Linked DNA regions of Mus musculus: all the other regions are linked to region 1. A link is a contact called in public Micro-C and promoter capture Hi-C data. All regions are on one chromosome and are shown on one strand. The core of a region is the stretch at or near the end of the contact, and the rest is flanking DNA. Distances in the headings are between cores, read along the strand shown. Region 1 holds the start of 1810010H24Rik (RIKEN cDNA 1810010H24 gene). Region 2 holds the start of Wipi1 (WD repeat domain, phosphoinositide interacting 1). Region 3 holds the start of Mapt (microtubule-associated protein tau).

What was found. Promoter capture Hi-C pulls out the DNA fragments that hold promoters and counts their contacts. A called contact is a pair of places that touch in the nucleus more often than the background predicts.
Region 2: a promoter capture Hi-C map of liver shows a contact between it and region 1, with 2.1 times the contacts expected there. The contact joins the promoter of Wipi1 here to the promoter of 1810010H24Rik in region 1. A contact is called at or near these places in 2 of 39 promoter capture datasets (hippocampal neurons and liver).
Region 3: a contact with region 1 is called in a Micro-C map of embryonic stem cells, with 5 times the contacts expected there. The contact joins the promoter of Mapt here to the promoter of 1810010H24Rik in region 1. A contact is called at or near these places in 1 of 39 promoter capture datasets (the C10 cell line) and 1 of 484 Hi-C or Micro-C datasets (embryonic stem cells).

Annotation. Positions count from the first base shown.
Region 1 is chr11:107,024,599-107,027,298 of GRCm38.p6, reverse strand. It overlaps 1810010H24Rik (RIKEN cDNA 1810010H24 gene), which reads right to left and starts at 1,430. Exons shown (of 4, transcript NM_001372502.1): 1 at 1,330-1,430. The coding sequence starts at 1,405.
Region 2 is chr11:109,610,017-109,612,716 of GRCm38.p6, reverse strand. It overlaps Wipi1 (WD repeat domain, phosphoinositide interacting 1), which reads left to right and starts at 1,328. Exons shown (of 13, transcript NM_145940.2): 1 at 1,328-1,484. The coding sequence starts at 1,405.
Region 3 is chr11:104,229,987-104,232,686 of GRCm38.p6, reverse strand. Mapt (microtubule-associated protein tau) reads right to left here and starts at 1,251. Exons shown (of 12, transcript NM_001038609.2): 1 at 1,080-1,251.

The DNA.
Region 1 (2,700 bases), core at 181-2,680:
GCCCCTGACGACAGAACTATTTGGTTTTCCCATCCGTGTTTACACTGTCATCTCGGCAAGGCAGCATCAAGAATTTGTGAGTGGATTTTTTTATCTGGCTTCTTGGACACCACTTAGTAGTAAACAACAGCTTAGAAGGGGTTTTTAAAGCTTGGCTGGGAGGCAGAGGCCCCTGAGTAATTATAAAAGCATTACCCCTCCCCATTAGGAAATCTCCCGAATATCAATACACCTTTTTAAATTTTATTAATGATTTTCTTCAGCTCTGCATACAGGTTGGAGCACAGCTTCAAGTCTGGGCAACTTTGCATGTCCAGGGATGCAATCTCACCACCTCCCAGTGCTCCTTCAGCCAAGCACAGCCCCACAACCTACTTTCCCTCGTTTGCATTAAAGAGCTTGTTGTGCCCCTTGCAGCCTTGACAGCACTTCCTTTATAATGATGCATCTTGCCAAATGAATAATCTTAAAAAATCAGCTTTCTCCCAGCAGGAATGGTTAGTTACACAGTTTGTGTTTTTGCAAAGCCATTGGATCTGACTCCCTCCCTATGTTAAACCTGCACACCATGCATAGCCGATAGATAAAGTTCTGGTGGCTATCCAACTCCTGTCAACTGTTGACCTCAGCTGCTTCCCCTCTAGACCACCATCTGTTGTCATGGAAAAGATGGTCTAATGTGGAGTTAAATGCCAATGAAGTCGTTCAATTTCCGTGTGGAACAACAACAATAAAATGACCTAAAATAAATTGCCCAGTTAGGTGTGGAAGCTATTATTCCCAGAGACAGTAAGATGAGCAAAATATCCTAACAATAGCAAAACAAAAACACCACCTGGCCAAGACTGCCTGATTTGTGTGTGTGTGTGTGTGTGTGTGTGTGTGAGAGAGAGAGAGAGAGAGAGAGAGAGAGAGAGTGTTATCAAGGTTCAGGTATACCAGAGGCTATACCAGAGCTGCGAGAGAGGAGTAGAATGCCCAGAGTTGTCGCACCATTGCTGGCCTGTGTCACCATCCCAAGCCTGGGAGCCTGTCCACAGCGCGCCGCGACCCCTTTTGACACTTTCCCTCCTCCGGATGCAGCTATTTAACATGCAAAGTTTTCTCCAGCTTGCCTGGCTCGCACGAGATCATTTCAGCAGCTGAACCCGTCTTTCCTTCTGAAAAGGCTGCCAAGGGACATGAAATATTGGGAGACCCTTGTCGCTGCTTTCTGGCACGCACGCAGACCCGGAGTCGCCTGTCCCGCAGGCTCTGACCCTTGGCTCGTCCCGCCCTGCGTCTCGCCCCTTTCCCAATCCCTGGGGCGCTGCATTTTAGCGACCTCACCTTTTCTCTCCGCCACCGGGGCTTCGGGGGACCATCCGACGATCAAACAGAGAAGCCAGAGGGCTCGAGCTGTCATTTTTGTAGACAGGGTTCCCCAGGCTGGAAAACGCAGCGAGGGCTTTGGCTCGCTTCCTCTCCCCCCACACACACCCCCACCCCCGTTCATGCTAATGAGGGGCAGCCTTTGGGGAAACGAGCATAGCTGGCTGCACAGACCATTGAAACAAAACGGAGCGGCGGGGATCTCTCCCTCTTTCCGAGGGGGGTCGGATGTGTGGTCCGGACTGGGCTCTGTGGGCCAGGAGAACAGCACGGCCTTGAGCTCTTGCTCCGGGTGGGTGGTGTGCTTGGGGTGAGGTGACAGGCTAGGGGAGAGTGAGGGTTTTGAGGGGGCTGAAGGAACGCGAGTGATGAAATCAACAACAAATAAATTAGCGCTTAGAATAGCTTGAGCTTGTTGAGGGGAGGGGACTCCGGATGACAAAAAAACGCATTCCAGGACCTGTGAGGCAATTGCCTGACAAACCAAGTTTGGCAAAGCTGTTTGACTGTATATGCAATCTTGATATTCTAGAGTCAGAAACGGGCCGGGGGGTCGGGGGGGGGGGTGTGAGCAAATTTTTTTTTTCTTGACAGCCCTCTCCTCTGCCCCCTTCCCATTCTCCTTCCCTCTTTTCTCCCTCCACCCATCCATTGATAACTAGTATTCAGTTGGCCACATTCACCAAGTGTATACTGAATGCCTAAAGATTGGCAAACCACCTTTCCAATGCTGGGGGCATCTCACTGCTTGGGAACAGGCAGTTTTTATTGTGTCTAAGAAAAGCAAACTCCTTTGCTGCTTATGTTCAGCTTCCTGACACAGCATCACAGCTCGATCGGTCCTGAGGGAAAGGCTTTTCCACTCAGATGAAATAAAACCGTCATTTGTCAAGGGGTGGGGGTGGGGAGATTAGGGTATCATTTCTCCAGAACAGGTCTGAAGCCTCGGGACTAATTCTCGGTCCACAGCTTCAAACCCAAACAGATGCACGAAGGCGCGAATGGCTTGGTGTGAGGTACACAGAGTTGCTGAGGAAGCCTCAGGGTTCTGCGTCACTGATCCAGGGGCCTGACGCTAGAGTGCTGGTGGACTGAGTAGAGTCTTGGGGGTCTCAGAAACTACAGAGTGGGAACACTCAGGCAGACAGAGGCAGGTCTCCATCTTCTGAAGAGACTAGGAGGCAGACTAGGTACACAGACCCATCAGTTTGTTCTCTGAGGTAGGAGTTATGGCTCAACTGGCTCAACTTCAGCTGCCCGAAGAATAACATGAGGGATGTAACTCAGTCAGTAAAATGCCTGCCTTAGAGGCAGGAAGTGCCGGATTGG
Region 2 (2,700 bases), core at 79-2,578, 2.6 Mb before region 1:
TTGCCACAATCTACAGAACTGTGACACCATTATCATCATAGTAATAATAATGGCGATGATGAAGATTTCAGAGGCTGTAGAGATGGCTCAGCAGTGTTTTTACTGATGAGCGGAATTCTGTTCCCCAGAACCCACACCAGGCACCTCACAACCAATTGTATACAAGCTTGGGAAGCAAATCTCCAGTTTGCTTCAGAATGCATCTCAAACGACATGAGCTTCAAGCTGTACTGTCTTGTACAGTATTCTAGTTTCTCTCCTTTCTATACAAATCGAATGTCTGGTCAAATACTGCTGAGCAAAGTTGTATGATAACAAGTCCTGAAAGAAGACCCTTTCACATGCCGCTGTGTATTGTTGGTTTTAGATAATATAGTCTAGCCAGTGCTTTAACCGGGTTTTCAGTAAATCGGGTAGGAACATACCAAGGTAATATTGTTAATGTAAGGGTCGGGGTTAGCAAGAGCTCTTTCTCAACTGTGGGGCTGTATGTGGCTTCTTAATCGGCTGGGGATCTTTTTCCGAGAAGCTTAAGGGCTCTCCAAAACGGCTGGACTTTGATGTCTACTGATTTCAACTACAACTGCTGTAAGCTTAGCGGGCGGGCAAGGAAGCAGGCGTCCGCCCGCCTCCTTGGCGTTGTCTCCGACGCTAAGGCAGGCTTGAAGCCTGAAGCTCCACTCCTCCTCCTCACCCTCTGGACGCTCTGGCAATGAAAACACCACCACGTGGCCTGCTGCCTTTGCCTCGCGCACCTTCGGCCAATGGCAAACGGTTTCTCCGACTAGGGGGCGGGTCGTCAACAGCTGTCCCGCCCACTAGCCCTATTGATTGACTAAAAGAGTTGGTGGCCAATCCTGGCTGTCTGCGGAAGGCTCTGTTCGGTCAGCAGTTCTGTTCCCAGTGATAAAGAGGCGGGGTGGGGACAGAGACGGCCTGGAGAGGGGGCGGGGCTACCAAGCTAGGTAGAAGGAGGCTCGGGGCGGGGCCTGGTTGGCTCAGGGCGGAGCTAGGGCTGTGAGGGGGTGGGGCTAGGTGCCCGAAGTGGAGAGGGCGAGGCTAAGTGGGAAATGTGTAGGGCGGGTCCTGAAGGTCCCAGGCAGGGCTAGAGCCGAGAGGGGCGGTACTTGAGGCAGGGGCGTGGCCTGGCTGTTTTAGGACCCAGCCGATTCTCTGAAGGAGGGGCGGGGGTTTGGAGTGGGGCGGAGCTAAATGGGAATCGTGTAAGGGCGGGGTCTTACGATGGAGGGGCGGAGCTAAGTGGTATCTGAGTGGGCGGGGTCTGTCTGGAGGCGAGCCCGGGGCGGGACCGACGCGGCAAGCCGGCCCACGGAGCCGGCGCGGGCGGGCTGCTGAGGTGGCTGTCCCCCGCTCAGAGCTGCGGCTTCTCGGGTCGAGCCCCCGATGGAGGCCGAAGCCGCAGATGCCCCTCCGGGCCGAGTGGAGGCGGCGCTCAGCTGCTTCTCTTTCAACCAAGACTGCACGTAAGCCACGGCGCCAGCCCCCTGGCCAGGGAAGTGGGGGACAGAATGTCGCCACCAAAGGGTGTTGTCCTGTAACGCAACTGGTGGCTAGCCGGGGCCTGCGCGCCGATGGTACCTCGGCAGGGCAGCCTGTGTCGCGGCGTTGCTCGGCTGTAGGGGTTTGAGCCCACCCAGACGACTGCCAGCCAGCGCCTGCCAGAAAGAGCCGGCTAGGGTGACCCAAACAAGTCAGCAAGGAGGGCGGAGGGGGGACCTTGAATGTGGGGGAGGGACTTGGTGTGGGCCACCTAGTGACCGAAAGGGAGATCAGGGACCAAAACAAAGGTGAGGGAAGGGAGGAATGTGCAACTTGACTCAAGAGGGAGGATGCAGAGAGTCGGAAAGATGAAGAAAAACTTTACCATTTGTCCTTGAGTATCTCAACGTGGCATTTGGGCAGGGCCTCGGACAAACAGTCAGTCTATCCCTGTGGCCCGACCAGCCCCAGCACTGGGCATCTTGGCTGGTCTCTTTGGCCGTAGGAAGCTTTTCTTTATTTGCCTTTCTGTGTTTACTCGCTGTCCACCCAGTCCCAGGAATCTCCTGGAAGCTCAGGAGCCCTTTCTCTGCCCCAGACAGCTTCCCATCCCTGAAGCAGGCGCTCCACCCTGTTGCTTTTAAGTGGCTTTTTAATGTTTCACTATGATGGTCAACGTTTAGACTTTGGTCCATAAACAAGGGATTGCTTGCCTGAGTTCTAGGCATCTGCAGGATTGAATCTTAAGACACAAGCTACTGTTTTCTTCCCTGTTTTTGTGCAAGCCAGCCTGGGGACCATATGGATTAATCTCTTTGGAATGTGGAGCCCTGAAGCATCAGGGCAGGGATGACCACTTCCCAGTGTCCCACTTCCGGCTGTACCAGTTTCTGCTCTGTTCCTGGTTTGGGCTCAGCTTCAGGCTTGTGCCTTGGCTGCTGCTAGCTGAACTGTGCTAATATTGAACATTCATTCGTTGGTGTAATTAAGGCCATAAGCAGCCCTGGTTTTCATTCCCTTTGTGTTTCTGTTTGAAAAACCCCTGCTCTGAACAATATGTCTTTGTTTGAAAAATCTGTGTGTGTAATCATATAATCCAGTAATTCGACAGCTTGGCTACATGAGTGACTCTCAGGCTGCCTCTGACCACAACCCACAATAAAAAAGTACATCTTACAACATCTCCCCATAGCCATAGAT
Region 3 (2,700 bases), core at 2-2,501, 2.8 Mb after region 1:
GCTACGATAGAGACGTGACTCGCCGCAAAAAGATGGCACCTCGCGTTCAGAGAGGGGGGAAAAAACGGAGAGGGGTGGCAGCGGGAGGAGACACATCGTACTCCCCCCTCCTCGCCCACCCAGGTCCACACCCACTGCCGCAGTGAGGGGCGAGCCCTGCGCGCCAGCCCGCGCCTCCGGCAGGGAGCGCACATGCCGGGAGCCCGGCGCAGAACGCAGAGAAAGAAACGCGCCCCGAAATGCACCTGCAGCCCTCGCGTGGGTCTGTGCCTGGCTGCAACGCTGCGCGCCCTCGAGCGGGGAGCCGCTGCCAGCCAGCCCGCTGACACCGCGAGGCCAGGTGACCCCTGACTCTTCGAGCTCCCACATTGGGATCCGCGCACTACCTTCTCTCGGGCACGGCGCTGCCCCTGTCACTGTACCAAGCGCGCGCAGGGGGAAGGGCGACTAACGTGACAGCGCCTGGACCCCTCCCCATCCTCCGGATTCCTCCCAGCCCCCAAATGTCCCCTGCCGGCTTCTGAAGGAGGAAAAGGGGAGGGGGCGGGCCACCGCCTTAAATCAGGGCCAGTGAAGGCCGTGTCAGAATCGCTGTCAGGGAGGTGGAGAGACATGAAGGCAGTCATCTTTTCTAGAACCCGATCCACACCTTCCTTAGGGCTGATGGCAATCAGGAGCAGAGAAATCCGATTTCAGGTTCTGTTTCGGGGGTCGTCGTTGGACCCCCATGCACACTCACAGACCCACGCCCATTGCGGCAAAAGGCTGAGATCCAGATTACAGAACAACCCCTTCCCTAGGTCACCGTCATCCGCGCCCCACCCTGCGGGCACAGCCCCCCTCATTTGCGCGGAGCCGATAGTGGGGACCCCAGCACTCATAGATACACGCATTCGCTCGCGTGCGTGCATCTCTTGCACGCGTTCCTTCCCAGCTCCCCAGCGCCTAGGGCGCAGAGAGGCCCCCGCCGTTGCGCCTGATTGATGCCCAGCTCCCTAAATCCATCTCTGGGGCGAGGGGTGGCAGGAGGACGGCGCACAGGGCCAGAGGGGACTGGATTTCAGAGCTGCGGCGCTTACCTGATAATCGACAGAAGGCGAGGACAGAAGAGGACAGCGGAGGAGAAGGTGGTTGTGGCGGCGGCGGCAGAAGGTGGGCGGTGGCGGCGGCGCTGCTGCTGGTGCTGGAGCTGGTGGGTGGCGGAGACTGAGAGCGCGCGCGGCCGAGAAAGCGCGTTCTGGAGGCCGGCGGGCAGCGCAGGCGCGAGCCACGGGAGCGCGAACCTCCCTAGGGGAGGGGCGGGCAGCGAGGCCTGGGCGGGCACCTCCCCTTCCGACCGCTAGGGGGCGCACGCGAGCGCCCCTCAACCCTCCTCTCTCCGCGCCGCTCGGCTCGCCCCTCTCCGCGCTTCCCTCCCCGGGTCCCGCCACGCCTCGGGCCGCGGTGCTGACCGCCGCGCGCACGCGCATTCCGTGGCGCACGCGCACCCGGCCTCCCGGGGCTGCAGCCTTTGTCTAGTCCAGGGGTCCCCTCCCTCGGTCCCCGCGGGGTCCAGGCAGAGCGGTGTGTCGGTCATCGTCCGCTTTTCAGTTCACCCTCGCTGGCTCTCCAGGCGGTACACCGTGAACCCCAAGTGCTACAGGCTCCCCGAGTCTCCTAAAATGTGGCCCTCCAGATAGAGCGCACTTTCTATTTCCAGGGCCAGCTGTTCGCTTGCTTTCTTTCCACCTGTTTTTGTTAATGGCCAAAGTGAATGATTTCCTTGACAAATCTTCTCGAAACAGATTAACTTGACCGTAATACACTTTAGCGTTTTCGTGGAAAAACAATTGTTTTTAAATCAAGGAGCATTCAAACCCATTAGGTATCTTGACTGTGACCCTAGCGAAGAAAAATCTTTAAATAGGTAAGTTCTAATGATGCTTACCACACACACTGCAAGGCATTTTCACAGAGTTATTTTTATCTCGTTTATTGAAACACCTTTGTACAGCGTGAGAGCTGAATTTTTAAGGTGCCTGCTGGAGATGGCCACCTGCTGGATGTCAAGCTTCCGGTTGAAATTGGTCATTAGTTCTCCTTCCAGCTACGTAGGCGTGGGCTGTGGCTTTAGCTTAATATCTTACCTCCCCAAAGCTCAATTCTCTTGGACAGCTGGAGCCTGTTCAAATGCAAGGAAGAGAGACAGGCACCTACTTCTTGCCAAAGAGGCGAAAACTTGTCTTGAAGCTTTCATTTGCATGCCGTTTTTTCTTTATTTTTCAAGGCAGGTTCTCACTATGTTGCCCTGGCTGGCTTGGAGCTCACAGAGATCCCCTGCCTGCCTCTGCCTCTAGAGTGCTGAGATTAAAGGTGTGCACTGCTATCCCAGCAGTTGTTTCTAAAACTCCAACGTTGTACCTGCTCGGTGTGTTGGCTCACATCTGTAATCCCAGCATTCAGATAGGCTGAGACTTGTTCAAGATCAGCCTGGGCTATATAGCAGAATCCAAGCCAGCCTGAATTGTATTACAGGGTGAAAGTGAGTCAACAAACAAACAAACAAACACACTTCTGGGCTGGGGGGGTGGATGGTTGTGAGCCACCATGTGGTTGCTGGGATCTGAACTCAGGACCTTCAGAAGAGCAGTCAGTGCTCTTAACCCCTGAGCCACCTCTCCAGCCCCCAAAATAAAATTTTGAGATAACTTTGGGTTCAGT